Regions from separate parts of the Mustela erminea genome. Here region 1 is linked to region 2. The links are chromatin contacts, called in public Hi-C maps. All regions are on one chromosome and are shown on one strand. Each heading gives the region's core, a stretch centred on a gene start, on an enhancer-like site or on the middle of the called end of the contact. The rest is flanking DNA. Distances are from core to core; before and after follow the strand shown.

Region 1 (5,127 bases), core at 1,334-3,833, 110 kb before region 2:
TCACTGTTTCTGTCCCCATGCCCTGTGTAATACTTGGGAGTGTAGCAGGTATAAAACCTGACAGAGGACTTTAAACTGCCCTCTGGGTCATCCAGTGAAGTGTAAGCCTAGCATAGTTTCAGTGGTTGCGACTTTGAACCCTGCATTTGACACTTTTGAAATACAGCTCGGCTCTTTGTTACTGGTATATTTCTTGTCCTTATAACATCACTCGAGAGCTACCATTTTAGACAGCTGAATATTCCATAGGCTGCGGTGCAACCGTAGATTGGCTCCCTTGGCGTATTTTTGAGAGCACATGCTGGGCTGTATACCTCTTAGGAGCAGGGAAGGAGAGGGTGGGAAGTCTCCGATTTGGTTTAGTTTTGACTGGGATCATTTGTGAGCTCTCTGAAAGTTTGTTCTCGCTTGGTCTGGTCTCCCAAGCTGCCAGCCTGTGCTGTTCATTCAGTATATCCGGAATGGCAATTTACCTGCCAATGGGAATGATACTAAGAATGGTCTGAAAGCACCTCTTGGGGATGATCTACTCTTCGTGGCCCACTAGGGGGCGTGCTTGCCGAGTGTTAATTCCAGTGGACGTTTCAAAAAGGAGGGGAAATTTTTACACTGGCACTGAATCCAAGTAGCAACTTGTGATTGCTTTGCTTCATAAAACTGAGGACAAAATTAGACAGAACTGAGAATATGTGAACTTAAAGGGATTTATTCAACATCTAGCTACGTTGATATCTGGCATTTGCTGGGCTCTGCATTTTAGTTTTTTAAGTCCTCAGAAGTGTCATTCTACAGTGCTATGCAGGAAGTTAAAGGGTATAGTGCATCTCTAGAAAATACTGCATCTAGGCTTGGGATTCACCAATCAGACATTGGTGAATGGAAAGTGGAGATTGGGGATACACCTTTAGATCAGGTCCAGGTGGCCTCTCCATTGTCCCCTAAAGCATCATCTCAGCTGGAGAAGATGATTTGATAGTGAGCAGATAGGACCTCCACTTAGAAATGAAAGAAACAAAGAAAGCGGTATAAAGAAAGTGACTTGGTTAAGCTCCTACTGAGCTTGATTATGAGTCAGGAATAGACGTAAGCATTAGGTATGAAGCAACCCTTCAGAGAATGGGTTGGACCGATGGTGAACGAACGTGGGTCCAGAAACTCTATTTCCAGCATTGAGACTGGTTCTCGATGGGTGATGGCCAGGAAATGATTAGAGCATGAATAGAAAGGCAACAACATCTCTAAGAAGAAAAATCAGGACAAGATCATGGGTGAGTAAAGGGAACCAGGGTGTCCGATGCTTGAAGAATGAAGTAGCATTTATATCAAGTCAGGACTAAGTTCGCCGGCCAGGTTCTTTCACCAGAGGGCAAAGCTAAACCAACTCACACTTGAATTTGTAAGTTTGAGTTCTAAATTTGGGAACAAGTTCTCAAACGTGTCACATTCAGTGTGTCCCATGACCATTCTCAAAGCCGCTATCTACAAAATGACTACCATTTCCCCACCCAGCGGAAATATTCATAAAATATGTAACAATATAGTAACAGGGTTACAACACCTATAATGTGACTGTGGTTTTCCCTGAATAGCAACTTCTGAAAAATCAGTTGTCCAACGTGGCCAACAGTTGCACAGTGCAGTGGGAAAAGCATGGGCTTTGCAGCAAAATCGATCCGGGCTCAAACGGTGATTTGGTCACATGCTAACTAGGCAAGTGACCTTGAGTAAGTCACGTCTCTGAACCTTTAGCTGTGTAATAGGGAATAAAGGGGCCTGCGTGCTTTTTGCAGATCACAAGTGTGTATTTGCCCTTGTCTGCATCATTGGTTAGGCCCGCTAACCCAGCAATCTGCATTTTCTCGCCTAAGAGGGTGTTCTCACGCGCATACATGTGTATCTGTGAAATGAGGTCGTTTCATCTTAAAGGCTCTTTCTAGGCAGACATCTATGCCTGCGCCAGGCTTTGCCTGCGAGAGGTGCTTTACACACGCTGTTTCTTTAATGAGTGAGCCTCGGGATAACCCAGAGAAACAATGAATTCGAGAGCAATATGTCGGATGCTTCCCAGTCATTTATTTTTCGCTAGTTCTAATATTCACGCTTCTTGAGGAAAAGGTGAAAATTTGGGGAAGGAGGATAAGGCACCCAATACCTTGGTTTCCAGGAACGAGCCAAATTTTCTTCCCTAAGGAGGCTTAAGGAAGTAATCCAACTCCAGTTCCGAGACAATCCGATCCGCAGTTTTCCCCTTGCTTTGGCTCCTCGCCGGTGTCGCTCCCCGCGCAGGAGAGACATTGGCCAGCCCTACGCGAGACCGGCGAGAGTCCACCGGCTCCCTGGAGGGCGGGACCGAAGCTCAGGAGCCGGGAGCAGAGGGCAAGAAATCTCTAGGGCGCGCGTGCAGGGGCGGGCGCCGGAGGACTACAACTCCCGGCACACCCTGCGGCTTGCGCCGAATGCGGTTGGCTGGGAACTCCGGCCTCACTGCCCTCACTGGCCAATGGGACGCAGGAGAGAGACCTGACCCGGATTCTCAGAGGCCAATGGCCGTACAGGGGAGGCGGGGCTTCCTTACCACTCACCTTGCGCTAGGAAAAACCACATTTAAAAGGTCGTGCGGTGCCAAGTTCTGGCGGGTAGGGAGACCAGAGGCAGAAGGCGCGGCGGCATCCCCGAGAGCGGTCCCGGGAGGGCCCGGGTCCTCGCGAGGTGCGCGCCGGACTTCGCCGGGGGCGGGGTCAGGGGCGGGGCCTGGCCTCGTTGTGGAGCGGCTTCTAATCCATCATGGCGGCCGCGGGGGTCGGTGGCCGTCCCTGAGCAGCGCTGGAGCCGGAGCCGGTTCCTGGGTCCTGCGGCTGAGGAGCCCCTCCGTTGTCCACGGCCCCCACCTGCAGGGGGAGGCGGGGTCCCGCGGCGGAGTTCCGGGAATGTGACTGCCTGGCGGCGGCGGCTGTAGCCACGTCCGGAGCCGGGGGAGGGGGTGTCTCGGGCAGAGACCCCCGGGCTCGGGGCAGCTGAGGCGGCCGGGCCTCCTCCCCCCTCCGCCCGTCTCCCGCCTTCGGGGCCGCGAGGGTCCTTCGTCCTGTACAGCCCTGCCCCGACTCTGGGACACTGGGGGTGGTCTCTGTTTCCCCCAGACCTGGGACACCCGGTTTCCTGAGGCGTGGAAGGAGCGACGCCCCCGAGTAAGCCGCCCGTGCCCCGCCCTGGCAGCCTCCCCTTTACCCCCCCAGCCGCCCTTTGCTCCGTCTCGCGGCCCCTCGTTTGGCCACGGAGCTCCCCTCACCCCCCATTCATATCCCTTCCCTGCTGTCAGGTGGCCTCCCCTTGCCCCCAGGTTGCTCCCGGGAGCCTCCAATGCCCTGACTTCTTCCAATGTCACCTACGGTCCCCTTAGTCTCAGCCCAAACAAAAACTTTAATGCAGAGGAAAAGTCTGGACTGGTTTCACAGGCCTTTTAAAAAGCGGACTTAAAAGTTGCTGGCAATGCATTCCTTCTCGTCCGAGTCGAGGGCAAGCTCTCGCTGAAGTCTGGGTGACCCGTGTCCTTTTCCGGAGCGCACGGCAGAGAAGCAAGAGCGGCAGCTAGCTGGGCAGGAAATTTGTCGGAAGATGAAGAAACCAAGATAGGGGGTGGGTGACTTCCACAGGAAAAGTTCTGGAGAAGCATCCAGGGGCGATCAACATTTCCTTCGTGGTGTGGGAATCGAAATGACTTTAGTGTGACTTGACCCTTTTACAGCATCCCTGTGAATGTTTTTCTTCTTGAAAAGACAGAAGCTTACTCAGCCAGTAAAAGACACTTAAACTCGAGCAACTTTTGAGTAGCACTGCAATGACATTACTTCGAACGGATCAACTGCAGAAGTAATCGGAACTCCTGTTTACATATGTCAACCTAAAACTCTGCTTCCTTTAGTTAGGGAAGATGTCTTTTTGCGATTGACCTCAATTCCCGACTGGTGGAGATTCCGTGAATGTGAAATCCTAAACATACTGTTTCCTCCTAAGCCCGCTGACCATTCTGGACGATCTCGAACCCTCTTCTGGAAAGGGGTGCCTATCATTACTTTATGGGGCAGCAGCCTGGAAAAGTTGTTGGGGACCAGAGAAGGCCAAGTTTGCCTGCCCTGCACTTTATCAAAGGAGCAGGGAAGAAGGAGTCATCGAGGCATGGGGGCCCGCACTGCAATGTTTTTGTGGAACACGGTGAGTGCTTTTCAGGCTTTCTGGTCGTTGTTTCCTCGCGTCTTCAGCCTAGGAACGCATAAGGGACTTGTGGGCAGCGGCGCTTGTGTCCAGCTGTACTTAAAACTTGTGTTACTGTAGTTTTCTCTTGGTTTGTGGTGGAACTTTCTTTGTATAAGAAGTTACCTAGGATCTCTGGACGGCTTTATTCAAAATCTCTTCGGGTTGCTTATTTCTTGCCTAATTCCCCTTCTAACTCACTGTTGACCTTAGATAAGCCATTTTACTCTTCCAGTTTCCTGAGGAGATTGGACTTAAGTGCTTTCTCGGGATCAGAGTCCACGATCCTGCTCGGAACCCAAGGCTTGGGCTCTACCCACGGTAGAGCTTCATCCACAGAGAGCTTTCGTCATATGCTCAGAGTGGCTTGTGTTCCCCAAAAGGTTAAGAACCACAGATCCCAGCTGACACTAATATCCTTGACCTTTCCAGTCGTAAGTAGGACATGAAAATACCCACTTCCGGAGCTACGTGGGGAAGACTGAGTAGGGAAGCAGCGGCCCTTGTGAATTGAGGATACCCACCTTCTGGTTATTGTACCTGGTGCTGGAGTAATCCTTTCCCCAGGGATGGGTGGAGCTTTTATAACTCCTCTCCCTGTTCTGGATGACACTGGAGGCAAGAAAGGTGGTCCTTGACATTTTTGTGAACACAGGTGGCATTTGGTTGCAGACCGTGTGTGCGATGCCATCCTCGCTTCCCATAATTCTTTGTGTAGTTTCAAAGCAAAGGGTCAGCTGAGACTGATGCTCCGATCGGGGGCCAGCTGTGAGCCAATTAATTAGGGGCCTGTTTGTACTATGGTAGCTTGACATTTTTCAGACTGTGCACTTCGTATTGAAATATCGATCGCACCCGCCCTATAAGCAAACGTGAGAT
Region 2 (4,692 bases), core at 916-3,415:
CAAACCCAGTTCCTCCTCTATCTCAGTAGTCAGGGCAAGTTGTGATTCTTAACTTTTTTTTTTTTAAGGATTTTGTGTATTTATTTGACAGAGAGAAACACAGAGAGAGAGGAAACACAAGCAGAGGGAGTGGGAGAAGGAGAAGCAGGCTTCCCACCCAGCAGGAACCCAGTCGGGGCTTGGTCCCGGGATGCTGGGATCATGATCTGACCAAAGGCAGACACTTAATGACTGAACCCCCCAGGCGCCCAAGTCATTTTTTTTTTTAAGATTTTATTTATTTATTTGACACCTCACAAGTAGGTAGAAAGGCAGGCAGGGGCAGGGGGGCGGGGAAGTGGGGAAGCAGGCTCCCCGCTGAGCAGAGAGCCCAATGCGGGGCTCGGTCCTAGGACCCTGAGATCATGACCTGAGCCAAAGGCAGAGGCGTGACCCACTGAGTCCCTGGAGTCATCATTTTTTTTTTTTAATTTTTTTACTAACATACAATGTATTATCCGTGGAGCTGTCATTTTTAATGTTGCCCCCCACCTTCCGCAGTCGCTGGCTGCCCTTCTTGAGTTAGAAGGTTTGGTTACTTGCTGTCCCCCTGGAGCCTGATGTCCTGTTTGGATTTTAACGTGGAATTGTTTTTTTGCAAAGGAAGCATTCCCTCACCACTTCACTGAAACAAACCAAAAAAGAAAAAAAATAGCTGTCCCCATCCACGCTTGCTTTCTGTTGGCCTGTCAGCCTGCTCCCGTCCCTCCCTCCTTCCGTGGTGCATCCCGCGAGAGTGACAGGTGCATGACTCTGTGCATGGGATCAGAGCCCGCTGTAGATCTCAGAGGGAGGCTCGCTTGCGCTGGTGTCTGAAAGCCCCTTTCCTGACTCCCCCACAGTAGAGGAGGCTGTGCGGCCCTAGTGTGGCCCTCCAGTCCCCCGCCCCCCACACTCACCCCTGCAGTGTGCTGACAGGGCATCCCACAGGGGCATCCGGCTGGGGTCTTCGAGTCTGGGCTGCCAAAGCTTTTTAGCCCAAATTGAGGATGTGAGAATGAGAAGAAGATTGATGTTTTGTTTAGTGATTTCCATCTCTGATGACTATGTAGTTCTGGATAATTATATAATTATAAATAATAATTAGAGGTTTTAGGTAATAAGCATAATGATTTTTTTAAAATTTGCTTTCTTTTTTAATCAGCAAATAGGTACTAAGTTGTGTTCTTCACTAATTTAATCACCGACTATTTATTGAGTACATATTACGTGCTGTGTATTTCTTATTCTCCCCATTGGGGACACAGGATTAAAACAACTTAGGGCTCTGCTCTCATGAAGCTGACATTCTAGGAGGTGTTGACAGTAAGTAGTCGACCAAATAAGCAGGATAAGTACAATGCAGAGAAGTAAGAGAGGCGATATGATGACTAGTGCTAGGTGATGACCAGGTCAGGTGACTGCAGTGACATTGACATTTATGCCAGGCTCAGGATGGTAAGAGAGAACCAGGAATGTGGTGATTAGGTGGCTGGAGGATTTCAGGCAGAGGGAGCAGCAGATGCAAAGGCCCTGAGGCATTTTGTTACACCTTCTGCTTTAGCAAGTAAATTACAGCATGTGTAGAGAAACACAACATGGGTGGTCTTCTGCACACTGCGTCCTGCGTGGAGAGCCGTCTATCTGAGGGGTTGCTGTGCACTGACAGGCTCAGCAGAGCTGGTTTATCAGAGTTGTTCGGGTTTGTGTGCGCTCTGCGGGCTGAAAGCTGTCCTGTTTCCCTCAGCTCTACGTCTCCTCAGAGAGCCGCTTCAACGCTTTGGCTGAGTTGGTTCATCATCACTCGACTGTGGCCGACGGGCTCATCACCACTCTCCATTACCCGGCCCCCAAGCGCAATAAGCCCACCATCTACGGCGTGTCCCCCAACTACGACAAGTGGGAGATGGAGCGCACGGACATCACCATGAAGCACAAGCTGGGCGGAGGCCAGTACGGGGAGGTGTACGAAGGCGTGTGGAAGAAATACAGCCTGACGGTGGCCGTGAAGACCTTGAAGGTAGGCCTGGGCCTGCTGCGGCTAGATCCAGCCCCGCCCTTGCCCGCTTGCGGCTCTCTCGGTGGCCTGCCCCTGCGCTCAGGCCTGAGTTGGGTAACCGGTGCCCAGGAAGTGCCTCTGTGGGCCTTTCTTCAGACGGGTTCAGCCCCTCTCCCCGACTCCATCCGTGTGCCTCCATACAGTGAGAGCCAAGAAGGGCTGTGGTTTTTCGTGTAAAAAGATGAGTCATTTGGAGAAGTGTTTTCATTATATGGCAAGATTCTTTTAAAGCCGTGGGTTTCCGTTCTCTCTGTGTGGCATTTGGATCACTTCCTATGAGAGTTAAAAGGAGGAAAAAAAACTAAGTTTTGAAAGAAGGGGATTTATTTAACCACAACGCATTTGACTGTTCTGTGGATTTTTGTCGGCAGATTTGAAAGGCAGAGCATTGGGTGTTTTAGCAGGTTCCAGTTCTGTGTGGTGTGAGTGCAGGCCTCTGGAAATGGAGGTGTAGAAAGGCCTGAAGGAAGCGTCAGGGCTCCCTACTGACTCAGGTACCAGAGGGTCATTCTTGTTAACTAGGACTTTTCGCCCTTTCCGCTCAAGCGTGGGGTTTGTAGTTTTCTGGCGGATTTGATGTCCTTTGAAATCTTGAGGAGGCTCAAGCACAGGTTTTGCTTGCGACTGTCTTTGCCTTCCACATGTGAGCTGAGCTTTTACCCGTGGCCAGAGCATCCCCTAGTGTTGACCTACGCTATTTTCACTTGCTTTAAAGGAACAATTACACTGACAACGTGCACAGGGATTGAGAGAGGAGGCAGTCCTGTAGCCACTGGACAAGAAAAAGAATGGAAACATCCATGACTGGGAGGAAGGGATCCAAGTGTGTGCACACACTTCTGTGGAGTCTGTGGGGTGCACACTTGGAGACCCCTGGAGCCGGATCACCTTTTAGGGCTTCTGTTACTTCCCTGCTGCCTTTACTCAGAGGCACAGTAAAGTGGAAATTACGGGTTCTGGTTGACGTAAAGTGACTCTTCAGAGAAAGGATTGTGTTCTTTAGTTCTAGAAACCAAGGGTGGCTTGCTTCCTGGCACTCTTATTGATTGTGTCCCCTTAGATCAGTCCTTTGGGCAGGACTGACACTTGTAGGTTGCGGAGTGGGGGTAACGTGGTTTGGGATCACCTTGAGGACTCCTGGATACTTTCCAGGCATGATTTTTTAAAAACACAATAAGCATTTATCGAGTTCCTTTCTTCTGTTTGCCTGACTTTGGGCTTAACCCTGAGATTGTGAAAATAGACTTCTTTCCTTCAGGCTAGTCGAGGTAGTGGAACAGTGTAGCTAGGAGGAGAAATGGGCACTATGACAGGAACCGCGGTGTGGTGTGGTAGGTGCCAGGTTAGAGGCAGGAGCGGGGTGCTGTCACACCGCCTGGGAATAAGGTTTTGGCGGGGGGAGTTACTGGTGAGCTCTCCTTGGCAGGGAGAGAGCACGAAGGAGACCATAAGTTGGTGCCATAGGGGAGGAACAGGAGTTGGCGGGGGGAGCGGAGGCCTGGACCGAGGCGGAGGGTGAAGAGCCTGTGCGGTTGCAGAGGGTTTGAACCGCCTGAGGAGCTGGGATTTTATCCGGGAGACAGTGGGGTGCACTGGGTGCACAGATGATTGGATTTGCACTTCACAAAGGTGGCTATGTTGGCGAGCCATAGGAAAAACGAAACAGCCCTTGTCCCACCTCCGCCAGACCAGGTGAGGCCGGGGAGAAAGGCATGTGCTCATGCTCCAGCAGCTCAATTTGGCACTGGACTGAAGAGCAGCCCCGGCTCTGGGTCTTGACCAGCTTGAGAAACTGTTAAAGGCCCAGGCAATACCCACACATTTGCCAATATTTGCAAAAATGAAACAAGAAAGAACAGAAGCACAAAATACACTAGGTTTCCATCCAGGGAAGGTGTGTCTGAAAGCTTTAGAAAGAGTGAGAGTTTGCACAGCTTGAAATGTGGGGGAAACACAGCCCAGCAGCGGATACTGTGGTATTGTTTCCTGAGCAACTGAAGATGGCCATTCCGGAGGAGGGACCCCTCCTGGAGGTCACTGGCAGTGGTGGCTTTCTTATACCAGTGAATCCCAATTATTTGGAAGTTGTGTGCATGTTAGAATATATTTCTCTAATGTATTATTAAACTTTTATTATACTTTTAATGGTTTTCCCCAAGAGCTTTATTAACTTTATGGTCCCACAGTTGGGGGGAAAAAAATTACAGAATCTAATTGCATGGATTTCTGGGAGTCGTCACCTCTGCTGATAGCTAATTAGGGAAAAGGAAATGCATCATATTCTAGAGATGTTTGTCAACCCAACATACGGTAGGAAGCAAATGCTAAATAAATTACCCCTTTTTTTGCCTCCCCTGCACAAAGCTCATCTCTACAGTAGGTTTCCCACTTGTCAGATGAGATCAGTGTCATGGTAGGTTTCCCACTTGTCGGATGAGGTCGTGTCACGGTAGGTTTCCCACTTGTCAGATGAGGTCAGTGTCACTGTTCGGGGCATTTGTTTCCACTGGAGACGTTGAGAACTTTGGGTTCTAAATGACAGTAATGGCTCATCCTTATTGAGCTCTTGCTACGTGCCCGGAAGGGTGGGACACTCCTTCTGTAGCCTCTCCTTT

The links. A called contact is a pair of places that touch in the nucleus more often than the background predicts.
Region 1: a Hi-C map of fibroblasts shows a contact between it and region 2, with 3 times the contacts expected there. The contact joins the promoter of ABL1 here to the enhancer-like site in region 2. A contact is called at or near these places in 2 of 3 Hi-C or Micro-C datasets (fibroblasts and spleen).

What each region holds. Positions count from the first base shown.
Region 1 is chr12:5,306,996-5,312,122 of mMusErm1.Pri, reverse strand. ABL1 (tyrosine-protein kinase ABL1) reads left to right here and starts at 2,583. Exons shown (of 11, transcript XR_004277661.1): 1 at 2,583-4,209. It overlaps EXOSC2 (exosome complex component RRP4), which reads left to right. Exons shown (of 9, transcript XM_032308736.1): 9 at 1-966.
Region 2 is chr12:5,193,019-5,197,710 of mMusErm1.Pri, reverse strand. It overlaps ABL1 (tyrosine-protein kinase ABL1), which reads left to right. Exons shown (of 11, transcript XR_004277661.1): 4 at 1,766-2,038. Among named protein-coding and RNA genes, the nearest start is that of QRFP, 26 kb to the right of the region's middle. Within about 2 kb of position 2,165, the one cell type or tissue checked has open chromatin away from gene starts, as enhancers often do. A contact at or near this core is called in fibroblasts, where this site is marked.